Regions from separate parts of the Mus musculus genome. Here region 1 is linked to region 2. The links are chromatin contacts, called in public Hi-C maps. All regions are on one chromosome and are shown on one strand. Each heading gives the region's core, a stretch centred on a gene start, on an enhancer-like site or on the middle of the called end of the contact. The rest is flanking DNA. Distances are from core to core; before and after follow the strand shown. Region 1 overlaps Cast (calpastatin). Region 2 holds the start of Erap1 (endoplasmic reticulum aminopeptidase 1).

What was found. Hi-C and Micro-C count contacts between places; a contact is called where the count stands out from the background.
Region 1: a contact with region 2 is called in a Hi-C map of liver, with 2.5 times the contacts expected there. The contact joins the enhancer-like site here to the promoter of Erap1 in region 2. A contact is called at or near these places in 1 of 39 promoter capture datasets (the C10 cell line), 1 of 15 datasets of contacts at CTCF or cohesin (CD8 T cells), 2 of 484 Hi-C or Micro-C datasets (the 3T3-L1 cell line and liver), 5 of 115 datasets of contacts at active chromatin or transcription factors (T-cell acute lymphoblastic leukemia, bone marrow-derived macrophages, embryonic stem cells and 1 more) and 2 of 9 other capture datasets (adipose tissue and pancreatic islet).

What each region holds. Positions count from the first base shown.
Region 1 is chr13:74,694,377-74,699,849 of GRCm38.p6, forward strand. It overlaps Cast (calpastatin), which reads right to left. Exons shown (of 31, transcript NM_009817.4): 29 at 4,729-4,797; 30 at 1,515-1,576; 31 at 1-457. The coding sequence ends at 1,523. Among named protein-coding and RNA genes, the nearest start is that of Erap1, 57 kb to the left of the region's middle. Within about 2 kb of position 1,310, at least 5 of the 459 cell types and tissues checked have an H3K27ac peak or open chromatin away from gene starts, as enhancers often do. A contact at or near this core is called in liver, where this site is marked.
Region 2 is chr13:74,637,688-74,642,705 of GRCm38.p6, forward strand. Erap1 (endoplasmic reticulum aminopeptidase 1) reads left to right here and starts at 2,166. Exons shown (of 19, transcript NM_030711.5): 1 at 2,166-2,206.

The sequences.
Region 1 (5,473 bases), core at 60-2,559, 56 kb after region 2:
GATACATCAAAGCTGAAGAAAAAGACATAATAAGAAATCAAAATACTGACAAAAGTTGGGAGCATTATTTTTCAAATGCTAAAAAAATTTAGTGCAAACCAAAAATACTAATGAGATTTACAGGCACTGTATATATAAAGTGCAAAGGTTTGTAAAGGCTTTCTGGGATTTTTGGTGTTTTAAGAAACTATCAAATATATTTCTTACAAATATAAAGCTTCCTTCTCCCATCTAAGGGCAATTAAAAATCTTTGAAGTTTATCAATACTCAATACAGAACACAGGTGAAGCAGACAAATTCATTTTCGTTCTGGAAAAGAATAACAACTCAGTGTTTAAGATGTCAAAAGACATAACAAATACCACTGTCCAGAAACCACCCAGAAAAAACTGTCATCAAAGCCTTTGTTCTTCAAAAGTCACCATCCACCAGCTGAAGAATTTCTATTCAGATACCCTTAAAATAAAAGGAAATATGAGTGAGTAGGTTGTTAATAGAAGGTCATCAGTTACTCTGAGAAATGTGGAGCAGCTCTTGTTGGTGTGCTAACTGCGCTATAGGAAATGAAATGGATCCTGGCAAGAGAGCTGGGCCATTTAACCCATAGTTTAAAACCAAACCAAACCAAACCAAAACAAAACAACAGAAACAAAAAACCAAAATACCTTACTTTACAGTTTCATTTAATATATGTATGCCACAGTATGCATGTGGACTTCAGAGGGCAACTTCCATGAATCTACCATGTGCATCCCTCACCATGCCAACCCCATTTCTTATTTTCTTTTCTGTTGTTGTTGTTGTTGTTCTTTTTATTTGTTTTCTTTAAGGCTTTGTTGAGCATGCAGTTTCATTTTATGATTTTTAGGAAGATCAGAACCCACCTATTGAAGAATAGGTCAGAATCCATTATTGTTCTTTCAGAATTAAGAAAAAAACAAAACAAAAACAGAAGGTTAAACAGCCTTTATTCCCAAACTGTGATTTCTACCACTCACCATGCATTGTATTTCAGATAGCAATTACTGCCATTTTGCTACAAATACATTGCAAGAAAAGTCTGTATAATTTCAAAGATTGAACTAGCTTGTGGTGTATGATTTTCATTCAAAGTCTGAGTTCTTTAAAGAGTTTTGTGGTTTTTGGTTTTGTTTTGTTTTTTTCAAGGACAAGTTTTTCTGTGTAGCCCTGGCTGTCCTGGAACTCGCTCTGTAGACAGGCTGGCCTTGAACTTTGTGAGCTCTGCCTTCCTCTGCCTTTGATAGGATCAAAGCCACCACCACTGCCAGGCCATTTTAAGAGTAATTTAATCAATGATTAACAAGAAAAGTTCTAGTAGCACAATAAGCCCTTTAGTGCTTGTTGGGGAATGGAATACTTTGAACTTCGCAAGCTATGGGTCCTAAGAACAGGAACAGGTGTGGAATACTCAGAGAGAAACTTGCCTCTCGCGCCCCACGGTGCCAGCTGCTAGAAGGCAGTTATTGCTATTTACAGTGGAAACTCAACTTACCAAATTCATTAACTGTGTCTTGCATCTTCTTTAGCCTTTGGCTTGGACACTTCCTCTGTCTTCTAAGGGGGAAGCAAAGCTATAGTGAGTGCTTTTATTTCTAAATCAACACTGCACAATAACTCACCAGGAAACAGAAGGAGAAAATGAACTCCTGGATAAGGACCAAACAGAAGGCAGAGAGGGTGGCCTGGTCTATATTCTTCATTTGACACAAACATGCTCTGTTCTTTCCTTAGTTTTTAAGTTATAAGATGTAAATAGTCTTAATCCTAAATTTCTCACTTTAAACATGTTTTTAATGGACCCTATAAAATTTTTGCCTGGGGCCAGCCCCGGTGGGGGGTGGGTGGGTGGGGTCTTCTTTCTTGTAGATTCTTGAAGCAGCAGAGGGGGAAGAGCATCGTTGGAGGATAAGACTTTGTCCTACAAGATATTTAGGGTTGCTGTATAATAATAATAAGTTTACTTATCTAAGTCTGTTATCTTGCTACTGTAGTTGACCTGCCTGTGGTGATCCTCTGAGGCCAAAAACTGCAGTTTTTGGCACTTAGCACATCTTCCTCAAACAGCAACGGATTAAGTAAATAGCCTTTGTACTATCTCAGCAGGAGCTGCTGGGCTCTCACTTTCAGCCTGCTAGTTGGAAGTCACAGGAAGAAAAAATGGACACTTAGAAAAGTGATTATAGCATTTATTACTAAGTTGTAAAAAGTTTCCTATGAAACTTTTAAAGCTTTTATGAAGCTAACTGAGGGGAAAAGCAGAAAGATCCTATGTGGTGAAGGGGAAAAATTCTCTAAAAGGGGAAAGGGGGCAAAAATTCTAGTAAGGAAAAAGATTCTTCCAGGAGGGGAAAAGGAAAAAAATCTCCTCTCTTCTCTATGTCTTCAGTACTTATAATGCTTTCAGAATACATGATCGCATGTTACAAAGTTCATCATAAGTTCACACACAAAAAAATCAAATCATAAATTGCAATAGTTTACAACAGAGGATGTTTACATGCATATCCATTAGGAGAAATTATCTGGCTAAACATCCATCACCTGTCTCAGCTCCACAGGTTCACTGAAGGTTTAAAACCATAACTAAGGTATTAGTGAAGTATAGATAAACCCAGTCAATATTTTCTCTCCTGTCTTAGCACCTATAATAAATCGTTAGTTCCCTTTTTATGACCCTTGGTTAATTGTTTATAACCTCTAGGAATGTGCTTTGAGTAGGAGAAAGTCTTGTTACTATCTAAGAGCAGTTAACTGGTGACACTTGAGAGACTGGCAGAGTTCTCATTGCAGTTTTAACTATCAGAAAAGGACCTAATAGCAGTCACACTATAAAAGAGCTTAATAATCACTGATATAATTTTAGGAATTCTTAGAGGATCATCAAAATTTAAGAAATAATCTATTTGTCTGTATAGCATCTTCGTGGATCTGTAGAGATCTGCTCCAAAGGGGTGTGGTATTACTTAGTGATCGTTATATATGTTTAAACATAACAGGAAATGCATATTAATAGCAGGAATCTTTCCTAAAATGAATCCCTTTAGCCTTGCTTAATAAGGGTGAACCTGTCACAGATTATGTAATAATCCAAAGCAGGCTATCTCAGGAAGATCACCTGCTAGTTATTAGCTTGTCTCATTATGGTTCCTCACAATTTTTCAAATGCAGCAGTATTGCTGGGAAAGATGACAGTGTCTTACCATCCCACAGTGACCCTATCCTTTTTCTGCCCTGAGGAGAGGCTGGCTGGCTAATCTCCACTGTGTAGGGCAATTATACTTTCTACTTCTTGTGAGTGGATTGATGAAGCATTTTTATAATTAATGGGTTGATCAGGCACTTTAAAAATTATAATTAATTGATAAGGGATTAAAATTTTTACCTATTTGATATATAATGTTCTTGTATCCTGTGATGAAATCAATTGCATGAAGTTTTCACTAGTTGTTCTTAAAGAGTGTTGATGTAATTAATGAAAAAAAAAACAGGCCATAAATTTGAAAGTGATCAAGGAAGGGCACTACTGTGTCCATGTGTTTCTGGCCAGCCTCTCTTTCTCTGTCTTTGTCTCTCACCCCCCCCCCCCTCTCTCTGTCCTTCTCTGCGCCCTCTTTTTCTGCATCTACTCCCCTTTCCCATGCTCCCAAATAAACTTCATTTTATACTAGACCCATCTTATGGCTACAACCACAAGGTGGTTGCCTCAGCATGGGCCCACTTAACCCCCCACACCACAGCATTTTACATTTTACAAAAAATATCAGGTATGTCTGTGGAGCACTAAATCTTGATTTTTAATTGATTTAAGAGGGCTGAGCCCACTGTGGACAGCATCTGTCCCTGTGCAAGTGAGCTTGGGTTGTAAACACCACCACCACCACCACCACCACCACCACCACCACCACCACCAAAGCCCTAGCTAAGCAGGGGTCTGTGACAGAGCTAGCAAGCAGTGTTTTCCCATGATTTCAGCTTCAAGTTACTGCTTGAGTTTCAGACTGTTCTCAGTGACCGAATATGATCTAGAAGTGTAAGCCAAATAAACTTTCCTCCCCTAAGGCAGGGTGTTTTATTATAGCATCAAAAAAATCAAATTAGAACAACTTCCATGTTTTTACATGTGAATCACAGGCTCTGGAGGCACTTTAATAAAAGCAAGAACCACATGCCACTTGAATTATGTTAAGGACACATTTCATTTATATTTTCAAAACACGAGTTACACACACACACACACACACACACACACACACACACACACATTTAACACAATATGCATTTCTATTTTTAAATCTCCAATTTAACTAACTTTTAAAATCTTTAAAATCCTTTTTTTTTTTTAATTTTATGTGTTTTTCCTGAATGTATATCATGCACCATGTGCATGCTTGGTGATCCCAGAGACCAGAAGAGGGCATCCTATGTCCTGTAACCTGCGTTACAGATGGCTGTAAGCAACATGTGCTTGTTGGGAACCAAACCCAGATCCGGGTTAGCTTGGAAAGAGCATCCAGTGCATTTAACACCTCAGCCACCACTTCAGCCCCCAAGAGATTATTTTTGTTCTTCTTTTTTAAGCAAGGTATGCTAGGGGATAGCTATTATTTAAAGGTCTTTTGCTCTAAATAGCTTACACTATCAAGCTAAAGGCCTAACAGAGTGAATCCTACTTCCTTGTCAACTGTTATGCTTATGACCATGTTTACCTTGGAAGAGTCCTTTGTTTTCTCTCCGTCCTTGGATGCTTTGGAACTTGAAGTCTTCTTGCTCTTCCCCTAAAGCAATGGGAAGATAATGAGGCTTCTGCCATCACAAATCCATGGAGACACTGACTACATGCTGCCATTAGATGAATCCAGGATATTCTTCCTAGCAGCCTAGATCCCCCAACATTACTGAATGAAAATGGGTAGCTTGGTACTTATTTTTAAAATAACTGAATATATCTGTATTTTAAGCAGGACATTTAAAAGGCTACAAATAAGAGGAAAATGGGGTCACATAGGTGTTTAACAAATCCCATCATTTCATAACATGAACCCCAAATATACACCACAATTTTATTTTAGAAAACCAGAGGTTCAGAAAAATCAAAGCTTTCCTTTACATAGCCAGAGTTTCATGTGCCATTGAGGAAAACAATGAAAACAAAACACAAACACCTGTTTTCAGTGATACGGAGAGAAATGGATGTAACAATGGAAACTGTGCCTGCAAAGGCACAACACATTTACCAAAAAGAAGACATAAAAGGAAAGAATGTATTGGAAAGGAGTGAAGGTAAAACAGGAGAGGAGAGGGATAGAATGGGAAATAAAGGGGAAAGAGAAGAAAAGAGGGGAAGAAAGAAAACAGAAACATTAGTTAGGAGTTTCCAGAAGAGAGAAGTAGAAGGCTGAGTTAGGCAATAAATTAAATCACTTGGAAGGTATGAAGATGCAGCCACAAGTT
Region 2 (5,018 bases), core at 916-3,415:
AGGCTGGTCTCAAACTCAGAGATCTACCTGCCTCTGCCTCCCAAGTGCTGGGATTAAAGGTGTGCACCAACACCTCCTGGCCACAGTTTTTTTTTTGAGTCTCCCTGTGAGCTGCCATGTGGATGCTAAGAGTTGAACTGGAGTCCTTTAGAGACGCAGTCAGTACTCTTAATCTCTGAGCTATTTCTGTAGTTCCCATTTGCATCTTCTTTAAGATTTAGCCCCTTTTGGAATTTGGCTGATCTTCTAGGCCCTCCCCTACCAGCCATCATCACAGGGATGTGCAGCAAATCACATTAAAGGACTAGTAAGGACCTGTTGTCTACCACATACCATCAGCTGATGTTATTCAAGCTCAGAGCTTTATTGCTGCTCAAGTATTTTGTTTTGTTTTGAGACTAGAATTCATGGTGGTTTTCCTCCCCTCCAGGCTGAGATTAGAGGCATATGCTACCCAAAAGACATATGCCACAAGTAGCTGCTAAGAATGCGATTTTTAGGATTGCTTGGCTCAGTTTCTTAAAAGGTGACTGAAAATTACAGGGAGCTGGGTTTTATTTTTAGTACTGTTCCATAGATGCACTATGTATTTTAGTAGTTTAGTTGTTGGTAGGCCACAAGGACACAAAGATTTCAGGATGTAGTGGTTGGTATATACCACAGTACCAACTACTCTGAAGGCTGAAGTAGGTAGCCCATGAATTCAGTCCAGGCTGGACTATATATGATGCTTTATCTCTTGGGGTGGGAGAAAGGATATTATATTATCCACCTTAATCAGGCCTAGTTTATGTTGTGCATAAATGTGCTAGTTTGAATAAGTTTAGCCCTCATAGACTGATGTGTTTCTATGCTTGGCCCATAGGGAGTGGCACTATGAAGAGGTGTGGCCTTGTTAGAGGAAGTCCATCACTGTGGAGTTGGGCTTTGAGCTAACCAATGCTCAAGCTCTGAACAGTGTAGAATCTGAGTATTCTTCTGGCTACATTCGGATCAAATATAACGCTTGGTTCCTCCAGCACAAGTCTGCCTGCACCATTCCATACTTCTCACCATGCTGATAATGGACTAAACCTCTGAAACTGTAACCCAGCCCCCAATTAAATGTTTTCCTTTGTAAGAAAAAAAAATGTCCCTGGTGGTACATAGTTTTTGCAAAAACAAGCATTGAAAACAGTGTTGAGAAATAATGCTCAGAGGCTTGGATGCCAAGTTCTCAAAGGGCAGGACACTGAGAACTAGGCCTAAGCAAACTGGGGAACAGCCAGGATAATATTTGGACAGGAACTAGAATGTGTGTTTGATTACTTCTGTGTAAAACTGGCTTTAAATTTATTTATTTAAATGTAGGAGTGCTGCATGTTCACCTACCTGCCAGAAGAGGGCATCAGATTCCTTTCTAGATGGTCGTGAGCCACCCTATAGTTTCTTGGGAATTGAACAAATGAACTCTGAAAGAGCAGCGGGTTCTTAACCACTAAGCCATCTAACCTTGCCTGGCAGCGGTAGCACACGCCTTTGATCCCGGCTCTCCAGGCGGATCGGCAAGTACGAGGTCAGACTGATCTACAGCTAGGGCTGTTTCAAGACAGCTAGGGCTGCACAGAGAAATCCTGTGTTGAAAAACCAAAAATAAATAAATAAATAGCAATCCTCTGTAGTGTAGTGTCTTTTCCTTATTAGGGGTAGGGAAGTTCTGGGGGCCACCTCTAATCTCCCCCCCCCCCCCCCCAGCATATAAGGTACCTACACTGAACAGAAAATCCCCAGAGCACTCAGAATTTGACTTCCCAGGTTGAATCTTTTGGGGGTGGGGCAGGGCTCTCAGATGAAAACATCTGCATCCAATAGGTGTCCTTCCAAGTTGGCAGGCCAATGCCATTTTGAGCACTACCTTTGCACATTGCTGCATTTCTTCCGTTAGTGAAGTTAGCAAACAAAACAAATACACCACGAGATGTGGAGGAGAAAAAAGTCCACGTTTTGATGGGTGCGCCTCCCTGCCTGGTGCTCTGCCAGTCCTGGAGAATGCATTCCCTATCAGGGTCCCTAACTTTGAGTTCCCGAAGCCCTGGCTAGATCCCTTAGGCTTGCTCTCTTTTAGCGCCTTAGCAGGTTCACTTCACCCTCAGCCCCACGTGCCCTGCCGGTCCACCTTCACTTTCACTTTCGGTCCCGGGCGGCCAGACTGGCGGCTGTGATGAAGGTGAGGAGTCTCGGCCTGGCCCGGTGGAGGACTGGGCCCGCACGGTACAGGGCTGTGGGCAGCTGAGGGTGGGCTCTGGCTAACCGACCCCGGTGGAGGCCCGGGCTCAAGTGCGCAGGACGGGCGCGGAGGATCGGGAGCAGGAGTCTGAGCACGCCGAGGAGCGTGAAGCCCCGGCAGGGCGCTGCTGGCCGGCCCGGCCCGGAGAAAGCCGAGGCTGCCGGGCCGGCGTACTCGCTGGCTCGAGTGAGTCACTGGCAGGAGCTGACCACGAGCCGCCTAGCTGCTGGAGACTGGCCAGCGGTCCATCCCACTAAAGCCTAATGGCGACCAGGGAGGACTGGGCGGACCTAGGGAGCGGCCTGTGGAGAACACCTTGAGAGTATTCCCAGAGAAAGCGAAGAAGCGCTGGGGAGGGCACAGAGTGTCCGGAAGGCTCCCTCTCTTCCGCCTGTACTCCCTGCAAACCGGGCCCCACTCCCAACTCGGTCCCTCTCCCCCTCCCTCTCCCGCTCCCCTCTCCCTCCCCCTCCCGCTCCTGATCACTATCTGGATCCCGCCCCCCAAGGCTACATGAGGCCATTATAGAGAAAGCTTTATTTGAACTTGTTTGAGCAAAATGAGTGCCTTTTCTGTTATGTTGCTAGAATGGTTAATTTCCTAAGAGGAAGGGAAGGACCAAGAGAACACACTTTGTTTAAACTTTTATTGATGGTTCTTTGGGTAACCCGGGTTTGGAAAGACAAACTGTGTTTTCTTTAGAAAGCCAGAATTCCTGTCAGCTCCATATATGGTCAATAATTTAAAACCTTTTTAAAATTGGCCACAGTTGTCAAAGCTCCCACCTCCACCCCTTTCCTGCCATAGGTTTTTTTTTTTTTTTTTTTTTTTTTTTTTTTAGATTTATTTATTATATGTAAGTACACTGTAGCTGTCTTCAGACACACCAGAAGAGGGCATCAGATCTTGTTACGGATGGTTGTGAGCCACCATGTGGTTGCTGGGATTTGAACTCCGGACCTTCAGAAGAGCAGTCTGGTGCTCTTACCCACTGAGCCATCTCACCAGCCCCCTCCACCCCTTTCCTGATCAGATTTGGAAATGTACCTTGAATCAGCAGCTTTTTAAGGTGGCCCCAAGAGGAAAATTCTAGTATATTTACATAGTTTTAATTCTGCATTGAAATACTTTGTTAGAAGTGACGAGCCATTTTCAGTGCATGTTAACAGAAGTTGGATTATCCTGGGGGCTGTTTGAAAGCTTATGTGTTGCTGAGATTGTTTTACATTCAGTCCTAATACAAGTGGGAAATCATCCAAACAATTACCTTTAACTTCCCTGAGGACCATGAGGAGTCAGAATCTCCACATACAGCTTAAATAAGATTTCTAAAATGGCAGCAGACTCTCTGGCTTGAGCTAAGTTAGGTGATAGAGCCTAACTTAACAGAGGATAACTTCAGTTTCATCACATGAAAAAGGAAAGTATTTTACAACGTTCTTAAACTTAAAACAAAGCCTGGAGTGGTATGACATTATTATATCTGTGCTAAGAGTCCTCCTAGAAATTTTATTTGGGAGTCTTCTTTCAGACATCAAAGTTTTACATGTTAATAAATGAACCCACAATTCTTTCTTCCTTTTCAAGTTATTGTGTTCCAGGTACCACTGAGACACCAGTTCCATTCAGGTATGGTTGGTTTATTGAACGAACACTCCAAGACTGATTTTACTAAAGGATTCAGTGAGGAGTCAGGATCCAGAACTGTGACTTCAGACAGTCCCCAGAAGCAGTTTTTATATGGGAAAAAACAAACAGGCGCATTTACAACCTTTGCAACGTTTAGGCTATCTAGCCTAGGGGATCTCTAAAGTCCATGAGGTTCCTGACACAGCACAATAACAAATTGGTTTTACCAGGGCAAGGAACAATAATAGGTCAAGTTAAGGTTAAGAGCTACAAAATGAAGGTTGAGGTAATATAGCAGAGCTATTGTCAAGTTCTAATATTTAACAATTGTACTTCTAGGCTTTTCTAGTTCAATAAAAGACACTGATCCCTATTTGATATTCATTCTAGACATTCTTGTAGTCTTTCTTAATAACTGTTCTCTCTCCTACCCCAACTTCTAGCTCATCCTAAATACAGAGTAGTCCCACTCCCTTGCAAACTTATCCCTAGGCTTCCTGCTTTTTGCTTTCAATTCTTTATTGTAATACCAGAGCTAAACATACTAGAACATGACCTAAGATTGGTTAGGATTAGCCAAAGAATTTTAACAGTGAAATACCTCTCACTGCACTGGGTTTTATCAAGCCCCTCTCATGTAGGTGCTGTGTGGGAATCTAAAGACCATTGCATTATTGCTTTCCAGCAGTCTCCAGTGCAAAAGTATAGGAATAAATGCACTAATGAGAGCATTATGAAGCAGGGCTAGGAAAATGCCATGAGGGGGACACAGAAAGTACTGGGAAAGGTCAAAGAAGTGTTTTCTTGTGTCTGGAATATTCCAGGAAGGATTCTTAGGGATGCCTTATTTGAATTGAACCTTGAAAGATAGGAGAAAAGTATTGAGGGAAGGGAATCCCGGAAAGAGGTGTAGATGGAGAAAAACTTGCCATGTTCAGTTTGAGAATTGCCAAACCCAAAATGTATATTAGGCATGGGTTGTAGATGGGGTGCGTGGATAGAGCCTTGGTTCCCAGACTTGGGGTTGGGGGTGAGGGGTGGGGATAGAGAACCTGGTTACCTGACTCGGCAGTCTAGGGGGAAGAGGGGCCTTGGAAGACTACTTTGGTGATGGTTTTCAGTC